3 separate regions of the Rattus norvegicus genome follow, and all the other regions are linked to region 3. Evidence: chromatin contacts called from public Hi-C data. All regions are on one chromosome and are shown on one strand. Each heading gives the region's core, a stretch centred on a gene start, on an enhancer-like site or on the middle of the called end of the contact. The rest is flanking DNA. Distances are from core to core; before and after follow the strand shown. Region 1 overlaps Mgat5 (alpha-1,6-mannosylglycoprotein 6-beta-N-acetylglucosaminyltransferase). Region 2 overlaps Mgat5 (alpha-1,6-mannosylglycoprotein 6-beta-N-acetylglucosaminyltransferase). Region 3 holds the start of Mgat5 (alpha-1,6-mannosylglycoprotein 6-beta-N-acetylglucosaminyltransferase).

The links. A called contact is a pair of places that touch in the nucleus more often than the background predicts.
Region 1: a contact with region 3 is called in a Hi-C map of kidney, with 2.2 times the contacts expected there. The contact joins the enhancer-like site here to the promoter of Mgat5 in region 3. A contact is called at or near these places in 2 of 12 Hi-C or Micro-C datasets (both in kidney).
Region 2: a Hi-C map of the A7r5 cell line shows a contact between it and region 3, with 3 times the contacts expected there. The contact joins the enhancer-like site here to the promoter of Mgat5 in region 3. A contact is called at or near these places in 2 of 12 Hi-C or Micro-C datasets (the A7r5 cell line and frontal cortex) and 1 of 1 datasets of contacts at active chromatin or transcription factors (oligodendrocytes).

What each region holds. Positions count from the first base shown.
Region 1 is chr13:41,308,717-41,313,563 of GRCr8, reverse strand. The region is part of intron 2 of Mgat5 (alpha-1,6-mannosylglycoprotein 6-beta-N-acetylglucosaminyltransferase); the gene reads right to left. Among named protein-coding and RNA genes, the nearest start is that of Mgat5, 82 kb to the right of the region's middle. Within about 2 kb of position 3,368, at least 1 of the 93 cell types and tissues checked has an H3K27ac peak or open chromatin away from gene starts, as enhancers often do. A contact at or near this core is called in kidney, where this site is marked.
Region 2 is chr13:41,333,580-41,338,258 of GRCr8, reverse strand. All of the region lies in intron 3 of Mgat5 (alpha-1,6-mannosylglycoprotein 6-beta-N-acetylglucosaminyltransferase), which reads right to left. Among named protein-coding and RNA genes, the nearest start is that of Mgat5, 110 kb to the right of the region's middle. Within about 2 kb of position 1,833, at least 20 of the 93 cell types and tissues checked have an H3K27ac peak or open chromatin away from gene starts, as enhancers often do.
Region 3 is chr13:41,225,578-41,229,944 of GRCr8, reverse strand. It overlaps Mgat5 (alpha-1,6-mannosylglycoprotein 6-beta-N-acetylglucosaminyltransferase), which reads right to left and starts at 1,283. Exons shown (of 18, transcript NM_023095.1): 1 at 1,178-1,283.

The DNA.
Region 1 (4,847 bases), core at 2,119-4,618, 82 kb before region 3:
ACTGAACTCAGGTCCTCCTGCAAGAGCAGGTAAGTGCTGTCAACCACCAAGTTATCTCTCGGGCCCCTTGTTTGTGTTTCAATCAGTCAAGAGAAGACAGAGAAGACAGAAAACACACAGTAATTTGAATAAGAAAATCTTTACTTTTTATATTTTTAACTTTTTATGTTTTTATGTGTATGGTGTTCAGCCTGCATGGTATGTATGTATGTAAGTATGTATGTATGTATGTATGTATGTATGTATGTATGTGCATGATGTGCCTGCAGTGAGCACAGAGGCCAGAGGAAGGTGTCAGATTCCCCAGGACTGGAGTTACCAACAGTTGTCCGCCTCCTGTGGGAGCTGGGAATTGAATCCAGATTGACCTAAAGAGTATCGAGTGCACTTAACAACTGACTCATCTCTCCAGCCCTTGAACAAGAAAATCTTAATATAAATGCCTGTGTACTAACTAGTGAGAAGTAACCCAGTGTTCTTGAGACCTTGAGGAAGACCAGCTACATGCGACAGCCAGCATCCATAGGTCTGGGAAGAATGCTTGGAGACAGGCTCCCATCCAGGGCAGAGATCCTGAATCGTCACATAACCACATGTCACTGCAATGCCTGTGGTGACGTCACTGGTGCCTTCTAGACTCTCTGGAAATCAGTTCACGGGACTCTAGGCTCTAAGCACTTGGGTGCCAGGCTGCTCAGGGTGCAACCCTCCCGACAGCAGTGGAGGTGATGCTCTGAGGAGACACTTGTGCCCCTGATTTGGCTATCCAGCTAGTGAAATATGGATTCCAAGACATTGGAATCACCCCAGGAATCTAACGCTGGGAAAGGAAAAGGTTGGACCCTGGTAGCAGCCTGAATGGAGGGTCTGTCTCCTGGAAAGAGGTTTCATGGAGTTCTGGCAACCTGTCAGAACACCATGCAGGTAAGACTGGAGCTGAGAAGATGGTGGGTCAGTGATGGGCGGGACCACGTCAGTGATGGGCGAGACCATATCAGTGATGGGTGGGACCATGTGATGGGCAGGACCACACCGTGACCAGGACTACCTAGCTATGCCCTCCATTAAACCCAAACTTCATGTGCTGACCATGAAGATGGACTTAGCAGAAGTCATTGGACTTCTTTGTTCTTTTCCCAGTATGACCACATTGAATACATCTTCTCTGCTTTTCACCACTACGTGTTTAATTGGCCTACTGAGTGTGGATGGCTAATTATAATTATGGCTTGTCGCAGCTGCCAGGACCAGGGCTCTGGCCCTGATAATCCTGGTAATGTAGGGTCTGCCGAAAACAACAACAACAACAATAACACAAAAAGCTGCTGCTGCTGCTGCTGCTGCTGCTAGCGGTATACCAAATACCGTAAGAGGACACTGGACAAAACGCAGCATCTTGTAGAACCTTCCTACCCTTGAGACCAGAAGCAAAATCCTTCCCCTCTACAATATACCTCTTGCACATTCTGCTGACAAAGTTTAGCACTGTGAAGGTAAAACCTTCAAGGGGTTCAGATCCATCCTCACAAAGCTTTCAAATGGGGTGGGGCTGACAGGTTGTCAATCAGTATACTGCACAATCAAGTCAAAGAGGGTTGGACATTTTCCCTCAAATTCATCTCTGGAGAAAGGTGTGTCTACAGTATCTTGTAACCACAGGGCAATCAGACACCTTGAACGCCAGCAATGAAAACAATTACTTAGGATTTTTCTTGTCCTGAAATTTGCCAAAGGCTGTGTTGGGGAAATGACTCCATAGATAAGGCACTTGGTGTACAAGGGTCAAGATCTGAGTTTGGATCCCACAGTTTAAAAGCCAGGTTCAGCAACTTGCATCTGTAGCCACAGTGGCCCTGTGGTGAGTTTGAGAGGCAGAGATTGGGGAAATCTCTAGAATCTGGGAGGCCAGCTAGCCCAGGATATAGAGAAGCAAACAACAGACCTGTCTCAAACACACAGAATGTGAGGACTGATGCCTGGGTGTGTACACATGGGCTTCTGAACTAAGCATCTACGTGCCGGTGCTCACACACACGAACATGCACATATGCCTACCCTATCACCAATGCACACTGCAATGGAGCTTCAAACAGTGTTCTGACAGAGTCCCACAAACACTGTGGCCTTCCGCTAACTATGCCTTAAATGTGCTAAAGATATCCTAGATCCTCCCCTCCCCAACACACATACTTTCATAATGCTGGGGATGGAACCCAGGGCACCATGCATGCTATGTAAGCAGCTCACCACTGAGTTGTACCCCAAGCTCCCAGTCTTTCTCCCTTTTAACAGAAGGAATACTTCTCTAGAAGCCATTCCGTCGCGTGCTAATGGGTTCATGCCCAGCAGTCCCCTCTGTGAGCCTGGCATTGTGGGTATCCAATTCTTTCCTGCCTTGCTCGAGCTTTCAAGTCAGATCCTGCTTTGTCTACTTTCCTGAAAGGATGGAGAAAAGCTCTTCAAATGAGCGCCAGGCTGGGTAAAGAAAACTGCGAACTCCCTCCTGTTACACCCCAAAAGAGCCTGCCTACCTCCAGCAGTGGCTGTTCTAACCCCAAGGAATTGAAGACAAACAGTTCTTACCCGCCATGAACAGAACTTTCGGATGCCATTTAAGATGAAACGCCAGAGCAGAATAAAAGGGTGGGGTGGGGGGCTTCTCTTTCTGAGGTCACTGGAGGAGGCAGACAGCAATGTGTGCCATCTAGTTTAGCTAACCCGTAGTAACGACCTGCCAACAGAGTATCCAAAACGCTTTCTTCTGAGAGTGACTTTGGAGGGGGACTTTGCTGTTGTTGGGTTTTTTTTTTTTTTTTACAGTTACAAATTTTTTTTTATTAACTTGAGTATTTCTTATATACATTTCGAGTGCTGTTGTTTTATTGCATGTACATGTATGTGTCTATGTGTTGTCTATGTGCACACGTGTTCAGGTGCCCACGGGAGCCAGAATAAAAGGCCGAATTCACTGGAGCTGGAGTTCTAGGAGGTTGTGAGCTGCCCACTATGAATGCTGAGAACTGAACTTGAATCTTCTGGAAGAGCAGTGAATAATCTTAGGATGGAAGGGACCTCTTTGTATGTCAGTGTGTATGTGTGTGTGTGTGTGTGTGTGTGTGTGTGTGTGTGTACATGTGTGTGTGTGTATGTTTCTCTGTGTGTAGGTGGACATACATGTACATGTGTGTGGAGACTGGAAGACAGCCCCTTCTGTCATTCTTTTATATGTAATCCACCATTTCTTAAAACATGTATTTGCTCAGGCCTGGGGCTTACTGAGTAGCCTGGAATAGCTCATCTGGCAGCCCCAGGAGCCTATCTGCCAGACCTCTGCAGTGTTGGAATTCCAAGCACACATCACCATGCCTGGTTCTTACACATATTGTAAGGGTCAATGGCCTGCAAGACAAGGACTTTGCTACCTAAGCCGCCTTCCCAGGGCACTGAAACATGTTTCAGTGTAATCTCAGCCACAGAGTTCTTCCTAGTAGCAGTGCCTTCTCCATGCTAGGAGTCCAAGGTCAAAGAAAGCAGAGGCGTTCTGGTTCTGCTACAAAGTGTGAATCCCTAATCCTAATCAGAACTGCTCAGGGCCAGCTGGTGATTTTTACAGATTTTAGAATATTTTCATATGTATTTATATATTCATATAATTTTATAGGTTATTTTTATATATTTATATATATATACATAATGCATATATTAGTATATAAAAATATATTCTCATATATATGGCGTATTCCAGAAATGAGACCCAAGTCTATACACAAAATTCTTTTGTTTCATATAGAGCTTATACACACAGCATGAAGGGAGTGCTTTTGTTGGTTTTAATTGTCAGCTTGACACAATCTAGAATTACCTGGAAAAGAAGTCTCCACAGAGGACTGCCTAGCTCAGGCTGGCCAGTGAGCATGTTTGTAGGGGATTATCTGCAGTCTACTAATTGAGGTGGGGAGGCCCCGCCCACTGTGGGCGGCACCATTCCCTAAGAAGGGGAGTCTGAACTATAAGAGGGTGGAGGAAGTGAGTTTAACACTAGCAAGCACGAATTAATTCAACATTCGCTACAAGAAAACAAGACCAGCTCTTGTTTTCTTGACTTCTCTGCCAGGTGGACTGAAACATGGAATTGTGACCTTAATAAACCCCTCTTCCCTTAAGCAGCTTTGGTCGAGGTTTTTTTATCACAGCCACAGGGAAAGAAACTAAGCCAGGTTTCTTCCACAACATTTGAACACCATCAGTCACATCAAGTCAAGGTGGAATCTCCTTCTTGTGCATTCAAATAGTTTTAGGTTAGGGGCACTTCAGATTCAGGACTAGATGAGTTTGTTTCTCATTTCATTTTTAATGTCAAAAAAATGCACTGCTCACTGAACATACAGGGTCAGAGACTGAGCGGATGCTGTTCCCAAAGTCACCCAGGGGAATGGTGACAAACTCCAATCCCAAGTTTATCTGACTCCAGAGCAAGTGTGAAAAAACAAGTCAAAATTCAGACAGCATCTACCTAAACAAAACAAAACCAATAAACAGACCGATTGCTAACACATTCTAGTTTCTCAGATAGAAACATGTCTAAACAGAAGACATATATATCACTGCGTAACTGCTTCTTCCTTCTGCAAAAATCACGAGTCAAGAAAGTCAAACACCGAGGCTAGAGAGACGGCTCAGCAGCTAAGAGTGCACATTTATTGCTTGAGCAGAGGATCTGGGTTCATATCCTAGCATCAGATGCCTTCAGAGCTTCCTTTAACAATAGGGGGAATAGAGCACCCTCTTCTGGCCTCTGCAGGTACTGCACTCATGTGTACATGGCCACAAGGACACACACACACACA
Region 2 (4,679 bases), core at 584-3,083, 110 kb before region 3:
ACTGGGCTGCTGTATGGCTCCAGAACTTGGCCTCCCTTTGATAGAACTATGTGGCTGAGTGTCCAGCACAGCCCATCAGGAAATGAATGCCTCAAAGCCCCCAAAGACGTTCATTTTTAGGTTCCCAGGGTGCCAAGCAGTCCTTCCCTAAACCGCACCAGCTGTATCCTTGGAGAAAGCAAGGTCTCCTGAGACAAGTCCTGGAGCCTATCTTCCTCCTACCAGTCTTGCTGCAGTAACAATGTATTTTTCCTTCAAGGCCAGGGACTATGCTTTTACCACAGTCATTTCCCATGGGACTCCACAATGTCCTAGCCTTCACATGACAGCTCCCTTGGTCCTATTGGTAACAATAGGAAGACAAAAGGGGGAAGAGGGTGGTGGGAGGCACTTTTCTAGACTTGCAACTTTGTCTCACCTCACCTTGTTTTTTTCTCCTAGGACAATGGAAAGAGAGGTCTTGTAAAAGCTCTTATGTGCAGCTCAGAAAGTCATCTGGGGATGTGCACTCAGGGTGGCGCCAATACCCTAGACATAAACATCCAGGCTGGAGAGGCACCACCAGCCAAAGGCACTTAGGGCTACACAATCCAGACTGCTGATCAAAGCCCAGAGCTAACTCCCTTACCTGACTGACACCCACAATGCAGTCCTCCAAGGGGCGCCGGGGCGCCTCCAGCATTCATTTCCACAGCAACTCTCTCCTTCATACATTCACACTGGGCTTTTCTCCCCCACAGCACGTGGACCCTCCAGTATCCAGTGTGCATCTGTCTCCTGCTGGGCATACTCTGTCCAAGCCACCCCTTGAACCAGCCTTCCTTTTGCCCTTCAGTTACACAAACACTTCCAGGATGCTATCCCAGGACCTGTTTATTAGATGCCCATCAACAGATGCGTAGATAATGAAAACAGGACATACATACACCAGGGGATTTCATTCGGCTGTAAAGAAAAATGGAAATCGTGGGACAGTAAGTGGACCTGGATATTACTATACTGAGTGAGGTGACTGCTTCTTCCTCTAAAAACAGAGCCTAGCTTTCAATGTGTGTGTGCCTGTGTGTGTGTGTGTGTGTGTGTGTGTGTGTGTGTGTGTGTGTGTGAGTATGAGTGTAGGCTATGACACTGGAAAGGGGATCATGGTGGGGGGGAAAGGTGTTGAGGCTGGGGGAAGGGTAACAGAATAGGTGACCTAAAGGCAGAAAGGAGGCTATGGGGGAGGGGGAGGGATAAAGGGAAACATGAGGAAGAAAAGAGGGGAGGAGAACCATCAAAAGCAAACTTTGAAACTATCATAATGAAACCTAATAGTTTGTATAATAATTCAAATACATTAATTAAAAGACACATTCAGAAGAGGTGGCTTCTCTCACCACTCGAGGCAAAGAAGTCCCTGGGGCTTCTTTTAAAGGTGCCTGTGTGCCTGCGTGTGTGTGTGTGTGTGTGTGTGTGTGTGTGTGTGTGTGTGTGTGTGTGTGTGTGTGCATGCGCATGTGTGTAGAGGTGTAGGTATGAATACTTGAGTGTAGGTGTCTTCAGGGGTCAGGGGGAGACCCTGGATCCTCTGGAGCTGGGGTTACAGATGGTTCTAAGATACCAAGTGAGGATGCTGGAAGAACAGGCAACTCTTAATTGCTGAGACATCTATTTGGTCCCTCTAGGACTGTTTATAAACCAAATTTGCCCTTTGCCAATTTTCTACAAGGAAGAAGCGATTATTCTCTGACATTGCGCTCCTATTATTAAAGGCAGGGCATCCACGGCAGTAGAAGAATCCTCCTACCATAAGCACTGAAGCTGCTTAGGCCCAGCCAGCACAGATGGACCCAACAACAAGCCAGTCTCTGAGGAGGAGAGCCAGTCAAACGGACAGTTCAGGCCAGCAGAGTCCAAGACAAAACAGGCCATAGAACCCAAAGGCCGAGAGAAACCGGACAGCAGGAAGGTGGTCTGGGGGTGGGAGTGAGAAGCTCGCAGCTGTGTTAGTCTGAACTAGGAACTTCTCTGGAGTAAAGTACCCAGCATCCAGCGAGGCAGGAGGACATGAAAGGGTCACTAAGAGGTAGCAGGACTACAGATGGGGTAGCACTGTGCTGAATTTCCAAAACGAGAGCACAGAAGTGGCCCAGGTCTGACCTTAAGGAAAAGAGCACCACCTGGATTGGGAATGTGGGGCAAGCAGCCCCAGAAAGACTGGGTCACCTCAGAAACAAAAACAGCATTGACTGAAGTGAATGGCAACAGCCATGACCCAGGCAGGCCCAGTCCATGCTGGGCTGGCCTGAGGTAAGCAGGTGTGGCTGGGAGGCAGGAGCCCACACCCTGCACCCCAAGGATGAATGCCCCCACTGTTCTGCACAGGCTGCTGGGGACTTTCCAGCAACACATTTGAATGACCGAGTCCCAGAAGGAGTTCAGAAGTCTTTCTTCATTCTGCTTTCTGTTTCTTATTCCTTAAGAACTGAAATAAGATAAAAAGACGGGAAAAACTGTGAGGACGTGGGGAGAAAGGAGCTCCTCATGGTTGAGCACGGTTGAAGCCTCTCATGCCCAAATCAAGAATTCCAAAGCAATTCCTGTACTGCAAAGGGTGCTAACATGGAGACTTCTGTCACATACAGTTATTTTATAACAGGGGATGAGGCTGAGGCCTGAATGTGTATGACCTCAGATACAGTCTCATCTCCTCCAGTGACTAGGACACTTGTAGTCTCATAAGCTTTCTTTACAAAATTAAACAACAAGGAGGATTTGGCCACAAGCTGTAAGTTGCTGACTTCTTTTCATCAAAAGAATCCCGGGTAGTTGCTGAATCCCTAATGACCAGAGAATGGGCTACAGTGACCGAAGAAGGCAGAAATCAGAACGTTTTAGAAGTTTCAGTTCTGTGAAAGGAATGTTGGTGTCATCATGTTTCTAAGTAATCGAACCTGTTATAAACAACTGAGAGTGGCCATGTTCCAATAAAACTTTATTTATACCAATAAGCAGCAGTGCGAATTTGGCCCATAGGCCAAACCTTGCTCAACACCGTCCTAAGATCTATAAGCTCGATTGTAATGAGCCAGGAGTCATTTAAAAATCAACTATTCAAATTCGTCAAGCAGCGAAGCTCTGTTTACAGCACACCAAGATGCGCTGACTCTTCCTATGGGAATGGGAGGGGAGGCTTGTCACTTTCCTATACTCTGACACAGATCCTGAACACGTAGGACCAACTGTTCATCCATCCTCTCAGGGCCATTGTCTCCACAGTACACCAAACACGGTCTGTATCTGCAGCAGACAAAAAAGAGTGTGCAAGCAGATGGCCCACACAGCCCAGCTAAGCCGTACAATATGCCAAAGTTTCAGTATCTTACCTAAGACATGTAGCTCAGGCTGGCCTCCCAGATTCCCGTGTAGCCAAAAGTGACTCTGAACTCCTGATCTTCCTGCCTCCACCCACCGGAGCTGCCTACCTGACACTGTCACCAGCGGTGGCAAAACCAAGGAGAGGTGGGGGTCACCATGATGTCTCTCCAGACTCTCAGGACTAGCACTAGATCACACCGTAGCTAACACCACCCTGCCACCACTTAGTGGCTAGTGTGTAAAATCCTAAGCCAAAGGAACAGTGAGGTTGCCAAACTCAAGACTCAAAAACAAACATACCAGTCATCTACTTTAGAATGCATTTGTTATCGTCATATTTGTCGTAACTAGGGGGAGGCTACTGGCATCTCCTGTTAAAAGCTCATACTATGTGTGCTAAGGGTCTTTAAGGGTCAAATTGACACAGTCTATAATGGCCTGAAATAAGATTCGATCAAATAATATTTTCTTCTCTCTCTCTCTCTCTCTCTCTCTCTCTCTCTCTCTCTCTCTCTCCCCCACCCTCTCCCTCTCCCTCTCTCCCTCTCTATTCCTAGCAGTCTCAAGCTGTATAATCAAGTTACTTAAGCTCGAGTCTATGAGGGAGGCGGGCATCAAGTCAGGGAGTGACCGAGCAAGCAGTGTTCTTTCATGGTTCCTTCCTCCAGGCTCCTGCCTCCACTCCCCTCAATGATGGATTAGACTCTAATCTGGAACTGTAAGTCAAATAAATTCTTCCCTTCCCTAAGTTGCCTTTGGTCAGACTACAACTTATGACCAAAACAGCAAAGAAGAAAGTTAAAACACTGTGTAAATAAGATTGTACTGAAGTGGATTTCTCTAACCTAAAACATCAACAGGACCAAGCAACCCTGTCTCAGGAGACCTCACCACAGGACGGTCCCAACACCTCAAGTGTATACACTCTAGTAAGTTCTAGAAACTCAGCTCCAAAGACCACTTTTATTGGCCTGTCAACATGGTGGGAGAAAATCATGTCAGACTTGCTGATGGCTCCTTTTCACTGTTTGCTGACATGAGGGGAAAGGTAATAATTACTTTGCTAATTCCCCAAAAGGGAAGAACTGGAATAAATAACTCCTCTAGGCTCCTACAGATGCAATGTCCTGCGAAGACAAACACATGGCTGAAATTGCAACACAAGACTGAGATGGGTATGTATCTGTAAATGCACTTGTGTGTATGGGGGCACACATGTGCATGTGGAGGAAGCCAGAGATTACCTCAACTGTCATCCCTCAAACACTATCCACCTCATTTGTCTTTGTTTGATATAGGGTCGGCCCACTGGTCTGGAGCTC
Region 3 (4,367 bases), core at 34-2,533:
CTCCAAAAGCCACTGGGGGAAACAAATACAAGCGCCACCCCTTCCCTCTTCCCTGCGGTGGCTTTGTGTGTGACATGGACTGGGAGCGCGCGCAAATGTTGCCAGGCTCACACACCCCCTTCCACCCAACCTGCTCCCAGCACAGAGTAAATGCGCGCGACTGAGTGGCCTGCGTTCCCAGAGAGTCGGTCCACCTGGCAGACCAACGCAGTATCAGGCCTCTGGTCTTCTACCCGCAGGGAGCAAGGGTATGACATCCACGCCCCCATCTCCTGAGGCCAGAGTGGCTCTAGAAAGCAGAACTGTGGTGGCAGTCACAGGCCAGGCAGAGGCCCGGGAATGAAAAAGGGTGAACAAGAGGGCACAGAGATCCCCACTCACACATCCCCTACCCCCAATTTTGTGAGCTGTGGCCCCAAAGGGGACCAAAGCGACTGGCCTGGCGACTCGGCAGGAAGTTCCCAGGACCGCACTGAGCATGCTCTAGGGGAGTGTGTACGCGGGTGTCGCCCTTACATCCCGCAGCCTCTGCCATCTCCCAGTCGTGGGTGCACGCCGGCTGGATCGTGGTCGGGGCTGGCGGTCCCCAGTACTATCTGGGTTCCGAAGGGTCTTCTTGACCTCTCAACCCGGAGCTCTGGATCTTCATATTCCTTCTCCCCAGGGAACTGGGGCCCCACTCCTTCATTCTTCTTTCCAACTGGTTCAAGGCACATCTCATGCTGAGCTCTCGGATCCCTAGGACCCTAGCCCCGCTCACGCTGGCATCCTGGTTTCTGGTTTCACCGCGGTCCCAACGTCCAAAATGCCAATCTCCTCCTCCTTCTCGCCTCCTCCAGCCCACGCCACCCGAGCCCCCTCTGGACAGTTCCTTGGAAGCCTAAAAGCCTCAGGGAAGATCTTCAGGGTCCCATGAGATGGGATGCTACTGAGCAGGTGGTGGACCCTCCAAGTGGGTCCCTTCGGTTGTACTCTGGGGTTCCCTCCCCCGTCCCAAATCAAACACGGCCAGTACATCCACCCACGCAGCCCCGGGTGTCAGCGTTGGACCGGATAAGGACTGTCTCAGCTCCCCTAGCGTCCCCCACGCGTCCCTCGCGATCCACAGTCCGTGCATCTCCCCGAGGGGGGATGGCGAGCTTCTGAATCGATCGTTCGACCCTGCAGCAGCTCTTACCTGCTAGTAGAGGAGCAGCAGAAGCACCATCAGTAGCAGTCGGGGTCACTCTCCTGCAACCGTGCTCCTGGGAACTGGGGTCCCAGGCACAGCCAGGAGCGGGGTCACAGCGCCCCCAGAGACTGAGGCACAGCTACCTGGGCTGGATGGAGCCTGGGGTGGCCGCCGCCACCGCGGGAGCCGCAGGGCTGCCGGGCGAGCGGGCCTCGGCAGGGACGGTCTGAAAACTACCAGCCCTGGCGAGGCCGTGCGCAGCGCGTCCACCTTCCGCCCCTAGACGCAAGCGGGGACGTTCCTCCTGGGTCCAAACGATCAGGACCGAATGGTTAGGAGATCTTTTCGAGGTTTCTACTACCCTTTCCAGATCGACCTACCCAACTTCTCTCAGCTTCTGGGCTCGCGCGGATCTCTAAGGCAAAGGGATTCCGGGCCACGGACGTTCGGCAAATTCCCCGCCCACCCCGGCAGAGCGCTCAGCCAATTCGGAACGCCTCTGCTTCTCGGGGATCGTCTGCAAACTCTAGACCCTGTACAAGAGCACTTGAAGCCGCTCCATTCTGCATGCAGCCCAAGGAGAAACAGGCAGAGAGCTAGACCGAAGGAGTTGAGTAAATAATACTCTAGCAAGGTCAGGGGCAGGGTACAATTACTGTTACATACAGTGCATCCTCCGGAGTGATGATCTCTGGGCCACCTCAGCAGTGAAGCCAGTGGGGAGGGAGATGGCGGGCTCAACTATTTAGGGGTCTTGCCAACTTTAATAAACGCCCTGAGCTCCATTTTATACTTGGTAGAATAGATTGGCAAAAGCAGTAGGAATTTCTGTCCCGTGGGTTTTTTTTTTTCTGAACAGATTCGTATTTGTTTATTTTGTGATTTGGGGGGTAGGGTGGGAATGGAAGGTGCAGTCTTACCTGACCCTGACTGGCCCTAACCAACTTGCTTTCTAGCAGAGGATAACCTCGAACTCTGGACCCTCTTGCCTCCATCTCCTGAGTGCGGGAAATTACAAGCATCAGCCACCATGCCCTTGGTTTTGGTGACCCTGAGCAAGCCAATTATCGTGCTCCTCTCAAGGGCTCCATTGATGAGAGCAATAACGGCTGCTTTCGTGATGTTATTGTGAAGAGGGAGTGAAATATTTGTAAAGGGTTTGGCAGTGACTGGTACACAGTAGGCACACAATTTTTCTAATGGGCTTCTTTGCTCTGCTGTGTCTGCGTTTTATGAGCAGCCTGGACAGCTTAACGCGGTACTCTTGTAAATTCAAAAAGAAATAAAGCACATCTCCAGCCCGGAGGGCACCACCACGAAACACTGACTAGCATGAAATATTCAATCAGCCACCCTCCAGGGAGCTGGCCATGCATTTACATCCTGGATCATTATAGATCTTGGTTAAGTGTTATCTGGAATGGAAGGAGGGTGGACTGGTGGATTACCCCGGGTGTAAATGACAGGAAGTCCTACTCCTGTGAGCCATTGCTATATCTAGTTACAGTATAAGGGTTGATCCTGCAGAATTTCTCCAACCTTGTTTCACAGACTCGCTGGGGTCTCCATTCCTGGGCTAATTTCACCCTAACTTTCCCCCCTCCACATCCCCAGCAGATTTATTTGAAACCTGGGGATTATAGAATTTTGGATTTTTTTTCCCCATCTAGAAACAATTTAGTTCTTCTTCTGAGTTTTGTAAAGTGGTTCTCTGGGCTACACAGCCAGGGAGTAAGAGCTTTTGACACCCAGGCCCTACATAGAACACACCTGTGGTGTTGACTCCTGCTTGGAGCACCCTGGGAATGCACACAAATGAAATCAGACCTTCTTTAACATCCATTCACCTGGAGGAAGAGGCCGGGCTACTTCTGGATCAGAAGAGCTTCCGGGGATCAGAGACAGTCCAGGTGGGGTCCGAGGACACAGAGGAAATTTGGGTGCACAGGATGACCTTTTCTGCAAACCCAAGAATATTCTGAGGTATTCTTCCTCTCAAGCCCTTAGGGGGGAAAATGTCTCAAGAAAAATGGTGACATCTGGTGGCCAGGACTTTCTGTGCTGGGTACAGAGTCTAATCACAATAGATTCCCTTGAAAGCCAAGTCCCATGGACAGTTCCTAACTGTACCAACCTGGTGGTCTGAAAACATCCATCACTTAAACCTTATAGAGGATATTCTATATAGTTATTTCAGATTCTGGAACCCAAAGCATATACATATATAAAGAAATAAAATAGGATATAAATAAAATATGCAAATTCATGCATACACATACGCATAATCTCTCTTATATATACTACTTATTTACACACATCTATAGCATGTTCTTTGGGAGAAATTAATATTACTTCAATTGTTCTTTCTATAGAAATAATAAAAGCAATAATTTACTAGAGCTGGGGAACTGCTTCAGTCAGTAGAGTGCTTGCCTGGGTGACCAGGAAGACCTGAATTCCATCCCTAGAACCCCTATGTGGAGAGCCAGGCTTTGTGGAGCATTCTTTGTAATCCCAGTGCTGGGGAGGATGGTACAAATCGATCCCTGTGGGTTGCTGGCCAGCCAGCATAACCAAATTGGAGAGTTCCATGTAAAAATGAGTGATCCTGCCTCAGTAAATGAGGTGGACATCTGTGAAATGACACCCAAGGTTGACCTCTAACCTTCACAGAAACTCGGACACACTGGGGGACTGAATATACCATCTGAATGATTGCAAAAGGGACTCTCGCTTGCAGAGAGAATGGTGGTAGCTAGAATAGGGCTAGTTCATCCCTAGAACCAATATGAAAAGGTGATCTCAAGTCGGCCACACCCTAGCCTGGATGGCAACCTCCTCACAGTTGTATAGTTTGCTTATACTAACCCTTCAGTTAACTTTCTCTCATCTGCATACCCTGATGTCTCCTGAGACCACAGGGCCCTGTGCCATTGGACCAGAACCACATGTGTTCTGGTTTCCTTCTCGCTATGATTAATACCATGACCAAATGGAACTTGGTAGGAAAGAGTTCATTTGACTTATATTTCCAGACTGCACACCATTATGGAGGGAAGTCAGGAAGGAACTCAAGACTAGAACCATGGAGAAACACTGCTTACTGCCTAGATCTCTGGCTTGATCACAGGTCTATGTTACCCAGGGTTGGTGCTGCCCTGCAGCGGGTTTGGCCTTCCCACATCATTCATTAATA